Regions from separate parts of the Mus musculus genome. Here regions 2 and 3 are each linked to region 1. The links are chromatin contacts, called in public HiChIP or PLAC-seq maps. All regions are on one chromosome and are shown on one strand. Each heading gives the region's core, a stretch centred on a gene start, on an enhancer-like site or on the middle of the called end of the contact. The rest is flanking DNA. Distances are from core to core; before and after follow the strand shown. Region 1 holds the start of Fam193a (family with sequence homology 193, member A). Region 2 holds the start of Nelfa (negative elongation factor complex member A, Whsc2). Region 3 holds the start of Nat8l (N-acetyltransferase 8-like).

Region 1 (3,974 bases), core at 771-3,270:
TATATTATGTATATGATATTCTGCCTTCTGTTGGCTTCAGGTATACATGTGGTACATATACATACAGGCAAGCAAGCACTTATTCAAATTTAATTAAAATATATAAAACGAAGTATGCATCTCCATGGCATTCCCTGCTTAAAAGCCTTCCATGGCTCTCCCAGGTGGTTAGAATAAAACGAAGCTGGTGGTGGCACACACTTTTAGTCCCAGAACATGGAAGGCTGAGAGGCAGGAGGATCTCTGAGTAGTATAGTCTACATATCAAGTTCAAAGCCAGCCAGAAATATACAGTGAGATGCTGTCTGAAAAACTGAAACAAAAGCAAAACCGAAAAACCAAACCAAAAACTCACCCAACCAAGCAAACAAAACAAACACCAAACCAAAAACAACAACAACAAAAAAAACCCTCTTCGGCCTCCTTATAGAAGCTTAGAGATTCTGTGAATTCATTTGCTCTAGAAACAAAGTGTCTTTGTACATACACTTATGTTGGTGCCCAAAGTTATACCTGAGCTAGAATCTGGGCCTTGCCTCTGAAAACTAGAGTGGCTTTGGGCAACATCCTTAGCACCTATAAACCTGTTTCTTATCCATAGACTATGACTAATAGCACCTCTCAGGAGAGTGTATGTGTGAATGGAGATTTGACAGAGAATGACTGCACTGCTGGACAAATGGTCATTCATTCACCTAGCAATTACTGGAGTGCTGCATGCCCAGCCCTGTGCCTGCAAGGGGTTGGGATTATGGTGGAGGCAAGCACTTCTATATCCTGTGCCCTCTAGGATACTAATGACACTTAAAAATTTCAACTCCATGCCAATGTGCCAAGAACAGAAGAAAGCAAAGTGGTTATGGAAGTAGGGAGGCATTCAACTGGACTCCTTAGATGAAATGGAGGGAAGGGGCGGTCCTGACACTGCCCACCTATGGAGTACTGAGGGAGATTTAGCCTGGCATCCTACTACACTTTAATATCAGAGCTATCCAAGACCTGTTTGGGTGAGGGACCTTCATTCTATTGGGAAGTTAGTCATTGAAACGGGGTTCATCACATTGGGCTGCTCAGGTTTGGGGTGAAAAATGGGTCAGAATTGCTGAATTGGGCCAGAATGACTAACTAGGAGGTAATAGGAGATGGTTCAGGAGCGCATGTCTGTATGTCGCAATGCTAATCTCAACAGATAGCACTTGGTTCCACTGATGGAATCAAAAATAGGTATGAACTGCGGGAAACCTTTGGTTTGGGTCCTTGTACCTATAGGCGATAAGCAGGGCGCCAAGGAACAAGGTTTCTAGGTAGTGGTCCAGACTTCTGTCCTGAACTAAAGTCCTCCTGGTATGTGGTGAATGGAAAGTGATGAATAGCATGGGCGATGGCCTGAGGAAGCGCTCCTTTAAGTATGGAGACTTTAAAGAGAAGCGAGGAAGGAGTGAGGCAGGCTCCTGCTTACTGCAGGCCTTGTCAGCGCAGATGCAGTGAATTACCAGTCGGCGGATGCCGGCCCTCTTTCCACTGGCCCTGGCATAGGCCAAGGTCACACAGCGACAGGTGAAAGGGGCACGCTCGAACCTGGACTGGGCCAAAGTCAGCAGGGCCCACTACGAGCAGGGCAAGAGCTTGGGTCTTTGGCAGGAGGCTGTACTAAAGGAACTGAGAGACCGCCAGAGTTGGAACTGCGAGACCCTCTTGGACCCCGCCCGCCTCCAGCTCCGTCCGTGCGCGGACTACAGATTCCACAGGGCCACGCGGCGCCGGACGTCACCCTAGGCACACCCTCTCCCCGCACGACTAACTGCGCGTGGCCCTACGGGAGTCGTGGTCCCGCCCCACACGCCCGGGCGGAGCCGCGGGCGGCTGGAACTACAGCTCCCGGCATGCCTCGCGCGTGGCGTCGGGGGCGGGGTCCCAGGCCAGGGGCGCGCCGCCCGGGAGGGCGGAGTGCGGGGGGCGGCCGCCCGCGCCCCTCCCCCTGCCGCTGCTTCCCCCCTCCCCCGACGTAAACTGGGATCCCTTTCCCCTTGTGTCCGCCATATTGGACTCTTAACTCTGGTCAGCGGCGGCACCGGGCCCGGTGGACTCGCGTCGCTCTCGCCAGCAGCTGCCCCTCAGATCCCGTCCGCCCCGCCCTCCCAGCCCGGGAGGAGACCCCGCGCCGCGCCCCCCGCCCGGCCGGCCGCAGCGCCCGCCGCCGCCTCCGCCTGCCCGCCGCTGCCGCCGCCGCCCGCGGCCCGGCGCCCGCCCGCGCCCCTTCCCCGCCCGCCGTCCTCCGTCCCTCACTCCCGCCATGAGCCCGGCCGACGCTAAGCGCGGAGCCAAGCGCCGGAAGAACAAGCGCGGCGGCGGCGGTGGCTCGGGTGGCGGCGGCTCGGGCGGCAAGGCCGGCTCGGCGGCGGCCCTGCGCGGCCCCCAGGCCCCGGGCCCCGGCGCGGCGGGCCTGCTGGGCGGCGCGGCGGCCCACGGGCCTCTGGGCGCGGGTGCGGGCGGTGCCGCCGGAGGCTACTTCGAGGTAAGCAGCAGGGGTCCGCGGGCGGGAGCGGCCGCCGCCCCCTCACGAGCGGCCGGGCGGGCGCGGCCGGCGGATAACGGGCCGGCGCCTGCCTAGCTGACAGCTCCTCCCGGGCGCGAGCGCGGCGGAGGGAGGGCGGCGCCGGCGGGACCCCCGAGGCACACCGACTGTGGCCTTGAAAAGTGCCCCCTAGAAGTTTCTGGGTACCGCCTGGCGCACCACGGGCGCGGCTGTCTTGCCCTCTGTGCCTGCTGCTGTAAGCTCTCGGGAGCCGCCGGGGTCTCTTTCCTCAGGAGTGTCAGCTGAGGATAGTCGCAAGGGTTGGGGTAACTATTTTTTCAGGTTTACTTACGCAGGCATGCTGTGGATGGACCGCTGTCTCTTTTATTCTGTTTCAGAAGATAGTGCTGGTACGTGGGATGCAGTTGGCATAATCGGTTCTATAGATTGGATTGGCCACCGAATGATTATGGGTTTCTCTCAAGTTGCGTTCTTGTAAGGTTGCTAAAACAAGTTATCTTCTTTTAAAAAGACATCCACAGTGAAGAAACCAAAGCTTTAAGGGGTATTTGTGTGCCAAGTCATGAGGCAGATTTTTTTTTTTTTTAATGAGATTCGGAATATTGTGTTGGCACAGTATGTATTGAGAGCAGTTGAGAAAATTGTTGGGGATGGGCATGGGTTTTGATGCTCATGTTGTTGCAAGAAAGTACAGTAATGGATAAATACTTAAGTTTTCCTTATTTGTTCCCGGTGTTCTCTGCAGTTTTGGTGCAACTTTGGGAGCTTTCTTCGCGGAGTATTGTTACATTTGTTTAGCATCTGGGGTTTGTCCTTGGGTTTGAGTTTCCAGAGTTTGGCCTTTTTCTTGACTCTGGACAGCTCTAGTTTAAAATGAGGTTGTGATTTTTCATTTTGGGACTTTGTGGGTCGCCTTTGCTTTTGCTGGAAGGGGAAGGTGGGAGGTTGGCCTGTTCGAAAGCTTTATAGAAAGGGTAATAGTGGTTGCTGGAGCTGGAAGTGAAGTACATCCATTTCTGTATGTACAGTGAAGACCAGCTGCTAACAAGGAGCCTTACTCCTCATACCTCGTGCTAGGTAGGATTGAGTAATTGCAACATAACATAGAATTACCTGAAATAACTTGCTTTTTGTAGCTCTTCAAACTCAGATTATGCATAATTTTGACAGAATTGTTTGTGTTGAACTATTATGCATCAAGAGTTTGGGCCATCACCCACCATTAAAAACAATCATACACAAAAAAGTTTCATAAAAGGATTCCCAGTCTTTTCTGGTCTTTGCTGTTCTACTTCATTTCCTTAATAAAATACTTGTTCACACATTTCTCTGTGCGTTATTGAATTTAGACATACATCATGTAAAAACATTGCTTTTATTGTATTTTAAAGTTAAGGTGTGTTTAGTTTAAACATCTTTTTGTGTTTTCCTCATATAC
Region 2 (3,974 bases), core at 433-2,932, 430 kb before region 1:
AAAAGAAAGCTAAGCAGCAGAACAAGCAAATAGTACAAAGTTCAACCAAACAATCCTACTAATATCTAAATACCTGACCTACTTGTTTTAGTGAGTATAATTCAATAAAACCATTTTGAAAGGCCACCTGGTATAATCCTACTGTCACCTCCAATGTTACTTCTAGAGTTCACATGAACATGTATTGTATCAGTCACAACAGAACAAACATGAAACAGAAAAACACAAACACACACACACACACACACAAAATGAATGAGAAAAACCAGCCACAACCTAATCGTCCATTTGCTGTCTGCTTGAAGAATGGAACCCCATAATTCGGAGTAAATCAAACTGTCTGCAACAACTTGGATGAATCTGTCCAGGTGTTTACCAACAGAAGACACACCCACACCACACGGAAAATGAATATAACGTGGAAACCTGTTGCCGTATTAAATTCAAATGAGGCAAACCCCAAATACTCGTGTGTGCTAGGAATGCACACACGATTGATAACCCTGCCAAAATAAAACCAAAAAAAAAAAAAAAAAGCCTCCTGCAGGAAAGAGGAATGGAGGTGCTTTGGAGGGACCAGCCTTGTTTTCATGTGTGGAGATAACAGGAGTCATTTAGCTAGCTCTCAGTATTTTTTAAACCGAATAAATATGCAGTTTTGTGTATATGGTATAGTGCAGCAATAAAAATTAATGATATAAAAATAATACAATAACTGGAAATGTTTAAAAACTAAGGTAACTCGGTGTTTTTAGCTGCTATCAGATGTAGTGGCCCAGACCTCCAGAGATTGAGACTGGAGGATACCAAGTATGAGATCAACCTGGGCTACACAGTGAAACTATACATATATTATTTGCGTATGTATTTGCAAAGCATAGTATAAGTTAGAGAGATGCAATGTGGAACAAGAGTACACTGAAAAGAAGCCACAGAATAGCCGGGCGTGGTGGCGCACGCCTTTAATCCCAGGAGGCAGAGGCAGGCGGATTTCTGAGTTCAAGGCCAGCCTGGTCTACAATGTGAGTTCCAGGACAGCCAGAGCTATACAGAGAAACCCTGTCTCAAAAAACAAAAACAAAACAAAACGCCACAGAATAGAGATGAACGCAAGCCGACTGATATTTGGTAAGGCAAAAGCAACAAAATTAAGGTCAGCAGTCACATGGAAAGTTGCACTAACAGCCCCGAACCAAGAGTAGCTTCGGAGCTGAAGCATCCAGCACTGCGGAAGGGGCGGGCCTGGCTGTTGTGGCCATGGCCCCACGACCCCCGAACGCGACAGCGCCCAGCGGCTGGAAGTACTAAGGTGTAGGGGCTAACGGCGCCAAAACGGAGCTGCGCGCGGCCGGCGGGAGAAGGGCAAGGTGCGGCGCCGGAGCCGGCGGGAGGCAGGAGCGGTGCTCCGGCCGGAGAGAGGCTGGCCCGCGTCCTCACCTCGTCCACGGTGCGGCGCGGGAGATGCAGCGTCCCGAGCAGTAGCTTGAGCTTCACGGCCGAGGAGAGGCGGTGGAAGCAGAGGCGGATGTTATCGATGACCGCGGCGGTGAGCAGGGACGCGATGCTGGGTGGCGCCCACAGCTCGTCCGTGGCGCCCAGCTTGTTGTGCAGCCACAGGCCGGTGTCACTCTCCCTCATGGAAGCCATCTTGGCGGCGGCAGCGCGCGTCGGCCGGCATCTTACGCGGACGCCTACGTGTCCCCGGCGAGGACCCCCAACATGGCGGCACCCGTTGGCGCGGGGCGGGGTCTCGAGTGCAACTGCAAATGGCCCCGCCTTCTGGAGGCTTCGAGCCGAGGCGCAAGAACAGGGAGTGGGCGGTGAGTCTCCGCGAAAAGAACTCTGGGTTTCCGTAACGCATGATGGCGGCACCTACTAGGGCGCCGGGCAATGCCGTAGCCATTTGAGTCGCATCCGTGTGTCGTCGAGATGTTCCGCTCAGAGTACCGCAGTGAGGCGCAACAGTTTGGTTTCCCGGTGTGCGGCTCATTGGAAGGAGTCCGGAGAGCGCGCTGGGCTCGTTCTCCACAGACAGTCTTGAATGGCCCTTGCCCGTCCTGCATACAGTGCTGCCTCAGGTCCGCATACAGGTCCGTTCCGTGTCGGGGATGTCACTAGGCCATTTCCCATGGTTATGTGGTCGCGATGGCTGTGGTTAATCATCAGGGCAATTGCAAAGTAGTTCAGAGTACGGTCTTTCAAAGGCTGATCCTCCACAGCTGCTGAGAAGCCTAAATTCACCCTGTAGTGTCTCTCTTTATCAGAACTTGACAGTGTAGTTCTGTCCATCCTTCGAACTCACTCTGTAGACCAAGCTGGCCTCAAATTCCGAGATCCACTTACCTCTGCCTCCCAAGTACTGGGATTAAAGCCCTAGGCCACTCACAAGGCAGTGTCAGCAAAAGTGGCAGTAGGGCACGACTCTGGTCACAGATATTTAGGAGATTGAAAAGGATCGGTTGGGCCGAGGAGGTAGAGGCCATCCTGTGCAAAATAGTGAAACGAATCTCTTAAAACACTAAGTATCCTGGGAGTGGTGGTTCATGTCTGTAATTCCTGGAATTTGAGCTCAGATAGGAGGGTTTGAGTCCATTTTGAGCCACAGAATGAAAATATATAACTAAATGTAAATTGTTTTCTCCTAATTGAAATATTTCATGAAGAGGGGAGAGCAGCTCTTAAGACTTAGCATGGTAATTAAATGTACAAGCCTGAGGAAACTTGGAAAGGCATAAGACTCACTAGGCCACTTCCCATGGTTATATTAACAACTATTGACAGAAGAGACTGTGGAATTGCCTGATTCAAGGGACTGGGAGCCTCAGGTATCCAGCATTTGGTGACAGCTGTAGTGGAGTGGTCTTTCCTGACACTTTAAGTTACTCAGACTTGCCTGGTGGTGGTGGCACACACCTTTAATCCCAGCACTTGGGATGAAGAGGTAGGTGGATTTCTGAGTTCGAGGCCAGCCGGGTCTACAGAGTGAATTCCAGGACATCCAGGGCTACACAGAGAAACCCTGTCTTGGAAAAAAAAAATGTTGCTCATCCTTGAAGTAGGTTTTTGCTACTTTGTGGGTTCTTTTTCCCACCCTTCATCCTCCCATCCATTTCACCCTCTATCATTAGATAGAGAAGGAAGGATAGAGGAGGAGGAGAGAGAGAGAGATCCCTGAATCTAGTTTCTTCTTTGAGCACCGCTACTAACAAACCACAATCCCCTCCCCCTGCTCCCAATGGCTAACAATCACCAACTCCACTTATCAGGGCTCTAGCATTTATATACCCTCTGAAAAATTCCCAGAATTTCAAATGCCACACAAACACAGAAACTATCTGCAGCTGGCAAAACCATGGCTCTGCTAATCAGTCAGCTGCTACAAAGCAGCCCCATATCCCCACACTTAATATTAAGACAAAAACATAATATTTCTGTGTTTTTTAAAGAAAGCAAAATATCAGAATTCTGAAAATTGCCACTACACATAATTGCCAGGTGTGGTGGTACACATCTTTAATCCTAGCACTCAGGAGGCAGAGTCAGTAAGGTTTGAGGCAAGACAGGTCTACAGAAAAAGTCCCAGGACAGCCAAGGCTACATGAAGGAAGCCTGTCTACAAAAATGAAGTGGAAACTTGAGGGTTCTTTGGAAATTCAGTTATGCTGGATGGTGTTTTGCTGGGGTATACATCTGAAGGAGTGTTTTCCTGAAGTGGACACGGGTGAAAGATTAAGGCAGACTCATGAAGGAACATTTGGCTGAAGCAGACACTGGAGAAAGGGTGTTCTGCTAAGGCAAGCATGTGAAAGGACACGTGATGAGGATTCTTTGATAACAAAATCCATGTGTTGATCTGCATTTGTTGGATTCCATAGACAGAAATGCACCAAAAAAATGTCAAGTGATATGCTGCAGTTTCTTGCTGCTTCAGTGGACTTGGGCTGATTGGCAGAGTGATGTCAGCTGAGACAGAT
Region 3 (3,974 bases), core at 505-3,004, 370 kb before region 1:
ACCTCTTCGCGGCTTTTGAGCCTGTTTCTCTTCTCTGTGCTTTGGGCTCTCCTGCTCTCTTAAAGGCTCCTGTCCTCCCCCAGTCCCCAGTGGTTTATAGCTTTCAGCATCGAGCCCAGGGCCATCTCCCAGGACTACCTTGGCTGTGGATATTCCCACTACCCACTCCTTTTTCTCTACATTTTCAGTATGGGGTTCTTCTTCCCCAAACAGACCCTGGGGCAGCCATGCCAGGCAAGGATAAGTCCTCTTTACCCAACATCCTTAAAGAACACACCGTGGTTGGAGGGCTGCCCTATTAAGGAAGCATTCCTAACCCATGAATGTTCAGGTGTAGGGTCCAGGGCACCCGTCCCCACTCTGTCTCTGAAATCTTGATAGACGTCTTTACCCCTGCCAGGCTGTAGGCAGGCACTTCTAGGCTCCTGGAAGGTGCATTCAGCTGCAGGATGTGAGGAAGCCAAGCTGGGTCTCCTGAGTCTTCCTACACACCCAGGCAGAGGAGTGTGTAAGCCATCGTGGGGAGCTCGGGAGAGGTAGAGTGGCTCTAGGCTGCTGCTTTATTAAAGAGGACCTTGATGCCACCCAGGAATGGCCTAAGGGAGAACGGCAGAGGGCGCCCCACGACAGGAAGGAGGAACAGGGCTAAACAGGGCCATGGATTGTCCTGCTGTCTGCGCAACTCCTAGGGTAGTATCTTTAAGTCTCCAAGACCCTGGGCTCCAGTCTTGGCCCCTTCACGCTTTCAGACGGTTCCGATGTGTTGGTTATAGCGCAGGCCACCATCATGGCCATGGGGGCGGGGGCGGGGTGGGCAAATGATTATAGGAGGACCGGGGCAATGGAAGGAATGGTTAGGCAGACCAGGGAATGGGTGCTCTGCAGAACTGAGGGGGATTCTGGTCGCGCTGATGTGAGTCTTGCAAATCCCCTAGGCCCGGAGGTGCAGAAAGACGAAGGAGCAACTCTGGTCAGGGGTGTGGAGAGATACCCTATAGGCACCGGACCATTTTGTTGCTTCTAAGGCTTACAGGCTTCAGTGACCCGCAAACCTAGGGTCCTGAGTCAGAACTTCTTGGCTCCACCAGATGGGTCCTCAATGCTCAGCCTCACTTTCCTCGGGGCCCTTCTGCCTGACTGTCCTCAGCCCTTACAGGCCGGCACTGGTCCTGCAGACCACCCAGCCAACCTCGGGACTCAGGAGAAGTCAATGTGGCTAGTCGGTGCCCCGGCCTGTTCAGATACTATCAGTGAGTTCCTTTGAAATATTGAGAGATTTAGCATCAGTGTCCAGGAAGGTCGCCTCTGGGACCCAGATAAGTCCCACTCCCCCGCCCCCGTGTCTCGAAAACAGTGAGGAAAATCCTCTCTAGCCTGACCCTCTCCTTCTCAGTCCCCTTGTGCTGACAACCCTGGCTGTTTGATTACCCTACTCCCAGGTTCCATTTGCGAGACAGGCCCCTTCAGTCTCTAGGTGACCTTAGCCGTTCTGCTGGCTCCAACAATGGTGCGGCATAACGCAGACTGAGGGTCCTCCGGCCCGGAGAGGGTCTCCGCGAGCACGAGGATGATTCGGCTTTGGGGGTGCCCATTCCCGTGACCTAGGAAAGTGGATATGCCACTACGCATTCCCCACTCCATGCGCGCCCTGTCTGCTGCGTCTGCACGTCTTGCTCCGGGGGACTGTGAGACCGCGGCTCTGAAGCGAGCCCCCGCTGCACCTGCACCAAGGCCACGGGGCGCATGCGCGGACCGCGGAAGGCGGGGGCCGAGCCGGGAGGGGTCCTGCAATTCCGCAGGTCCGCTGCCGGGAACGGTCGGGTGTCAGATTGGAGTGGGGTGGGGTTCGGCTGTCAGGCAGCGCGTGCATCAAACCACATTTCAGCCGCGTCCTCACTCTCTCAGTCCGTTCGGCCCCGGCCGCGGGCTCGGAGGGCGCCTGCCAAAGGAACACGGGGCCCCTCACGAGGACTTCGGCCGGGCGCCGCGTACAGACAAAGGGGTGGGAGATGGAGACACTTCCGTGATTACTGCCAGCGGCCGCGGAAGAAGAGGACGCTTTGCTGCAGGAACGCAGGTCCGAGCGCAGCGGCAGCTTTGCGGGAGCTCAGGGGCGGGGTAGGAGGCGTCCATCACTCTCCGACCTCCTGGCGAGCCTCAAGCCCCTTACGCAGCGCCTCTCTGAGCACCCTGTCCCTGCTGTCGTTCACTGAGGACCACTTCCTCGCACGCTCTCCGTTCGGCCCCTCCGTGCTCCCGCGGTCCGCCAGCCACGCAGCCCAAGTGTGCCATCGGGCGGGCGCAGAGGCGGCGTCTGCTCCCACCCCCGAGATCACATGGTGACCCTCGGCAGCCAATGCAGTGGACGCTAGGACCCTGCGGGACCCCGGGCGCCGCGACTGCACCGGCGCCGCTGCATTATAAATACTTCTCCAAAATGCGGCGCAGCTCCCTGCGCGCGCCCCGGCCGCCCGCCGCCTCCGCCCTGCGCCCCTGAGCCGCTGCCGCCGCCGCTGCCGCCGCGGGTCCGAGGGCGCCGCGCCCTTGCCCTGGGCTCGGGCTCTGCCCGCTGCCGCCGGCTCGCGTCCTCGCGCTGCGCCGCCCGGCCGGGTGCATGCATTGTGGGCCTCCCGACATGGTCTGCGAGACGAAGATCGTGGCTACGGAGGACCATGAGGCACTGCCGGGGGCCAAGAAGGACGCGCTGCTCGTCGCCGCCGGAGCCATGTGGCCCCCGCTGCCCGCCGCGCCCGGGCCGGCCGCCGCACCCCCACCCGCGGCAGGTCCCCAGCCCCACGGAGGCACCGGGGGCGCGGGGCCGCCGGAGGGGCGCGGCGTGTGCATCCGCGAGTTCCGCGCAGCCGAGCAGGAGGCGGCGCGCCGCATCTTCTACGACGGCATCTTGGAGCGCATCCCCAACACGGCTTTCCGCGGCCTGCGGCAGCACCCGCGCACCCAACTGCTCTACGCCCTGCTGGCCGGTCAGTGCGCCGCGGGGGGCGGGGGGCCGGCGGGGCTGCGGCAGTCCCGCACCGGCCCGGCTCCAGCGGGTCCAGCGGACCCCTCCGGGGACCGTCGCGCTTGACTCTCTTTGCCTTCCTTCTGGGTTCCCATCTCGGAGCCCCGGTGCCGCGTCGGTACGCTGGACCGGTTGGGAGGAGACCCGCTTGCACCAGCGGCGCAGCGCTCCGGGCTTTCGGCCAAGGCTCCTGGGCCGGGCGTGGGAACCAGCGCGGGCTGAGTGCAGGGCGCTGCGGACTGGGAAACACAGGGTTGGCAACTCAGTCCGCGGCGCCCGTTCTTTCCGTCGCGGGGCATCCCGGGTGGGGGCGGCGTGACAGGGCAGGTAGCGCTGCAGCTGCGGCCCGGCGCGACAACTATATATATAATCTTTGGGCGGGGGAGGCCGCCTGAGGCTCAAGTGCTAATTTATGACGGGAAGACAGCCAGCTCCGCGGGGAGCCAGGGAGACTGTTCGCCAGAGCCAGGGATACAGGGAGGATACCCTCTGCTGTCTGAAGCACACCCCCTCCCATTCCATGCCATCCCATTCTGCAGATGAGGAGCTTGAGGCGACTCACCCAAGGTCATTCGGAGGAGACAACTTTTGCTCTTGTGCGTTTTTTTCCTCCTCCACAGCACAAATGAAGTTGGAAACGGTGTGGTGCTTGTCGCCCGACTCTGACAGCCTAGTGGGCTCTGAAGCTGCCCAGGGAGGGCTCTAGTTGGGTGCCTTCTCAGCCCGGCGCAGGATGACCTGCTTGCATAGGCAGTGTCCTGGTGTCTCTGTCCAGCTCTTTGACTTAGCACCAGGCTAGGTGGAGTAGGCAAGAGACCCTTTGGAAACTGGGGGAACCAAGGGCTGACCAGCACTGGTCTGGCCTAGGCTGTATTGTGGACCTTTGTTTCAGGTTGTGAAGGTAGCAGGTGTTTACGCCAGAGAGCTTGGAAATGAGGAAGCGTAGAGAGGGACT

What was found. HiChIP or PLAC-seq counts read pairs in DNA pulled down with a chosen protein or histone mark.
Region 2: a contact with region 1 is called in a FOXA1 HiChIP or PLAC-seq map of pancreatic cancer cells. The contact joins the promoter of Nelfa here to the promoter of Fam193a in region 1. A contact is called at or near these places in 1 of 39 promoter capture datasets (pre-B cells) and 2 of 115 datasets of contacts at active chromatin or transcription factors (astrocytes and pancreatic cancer cells).
Region 3: an H3K4me3 HiChIP or PLAC-seq map of forebrain shows a contact between it and region 1, with 7 times the contacts expected there. The contact joins the promoter of Nat8l here to the promoter of Fam193a in region 1. A contact is called at or near these places in 1 of 39 promoter capture datasets (hippocampal neurons), 2 of 484 Hi-C or Micro-C datasets (both in embryonic stem cells), 4 of 115 datasets of contacts at active chromatin or transcription factors (astrocytes, forebrain, pancreatic cancer cells and 1 more) and 1 of 9 other capture datasets (liver).

Annotation. Positions count from the first base shown.
Region 1 is chr5:34,367,913-34,371,886 of GRCm38.p6, forward strand. Fam193a (family with sequence homology 193, member A) reads left to right here and starts at 2,021. Exons shown (of 21, transcript NM_001243123.1): 1 at 2,021-2,515. The coding sequence starts at 2,294.
Region 2 is chr5:33,934,589-33,938,562 of GRCm38.p6, forward strand. Nelfa (negative elongation factor complex member A, Whsc2) reads right to left here and starts at 1,683. Exons shown (of 11, transcript NM_011914.3): 1 at 1,438-1,683. The coding sequence starts at 1,647.
Region 3 is chr5:33,994,230-33,998,203 of GRCm38.p6, forward strand. Nat8l (N-acetyltransferase 8-like) reads left to right here and starts at 1,755. Exons shown (of 3, transcript NM_001001985.3): 1 at 1,755-2,981. The coding sequence starts at 2,615.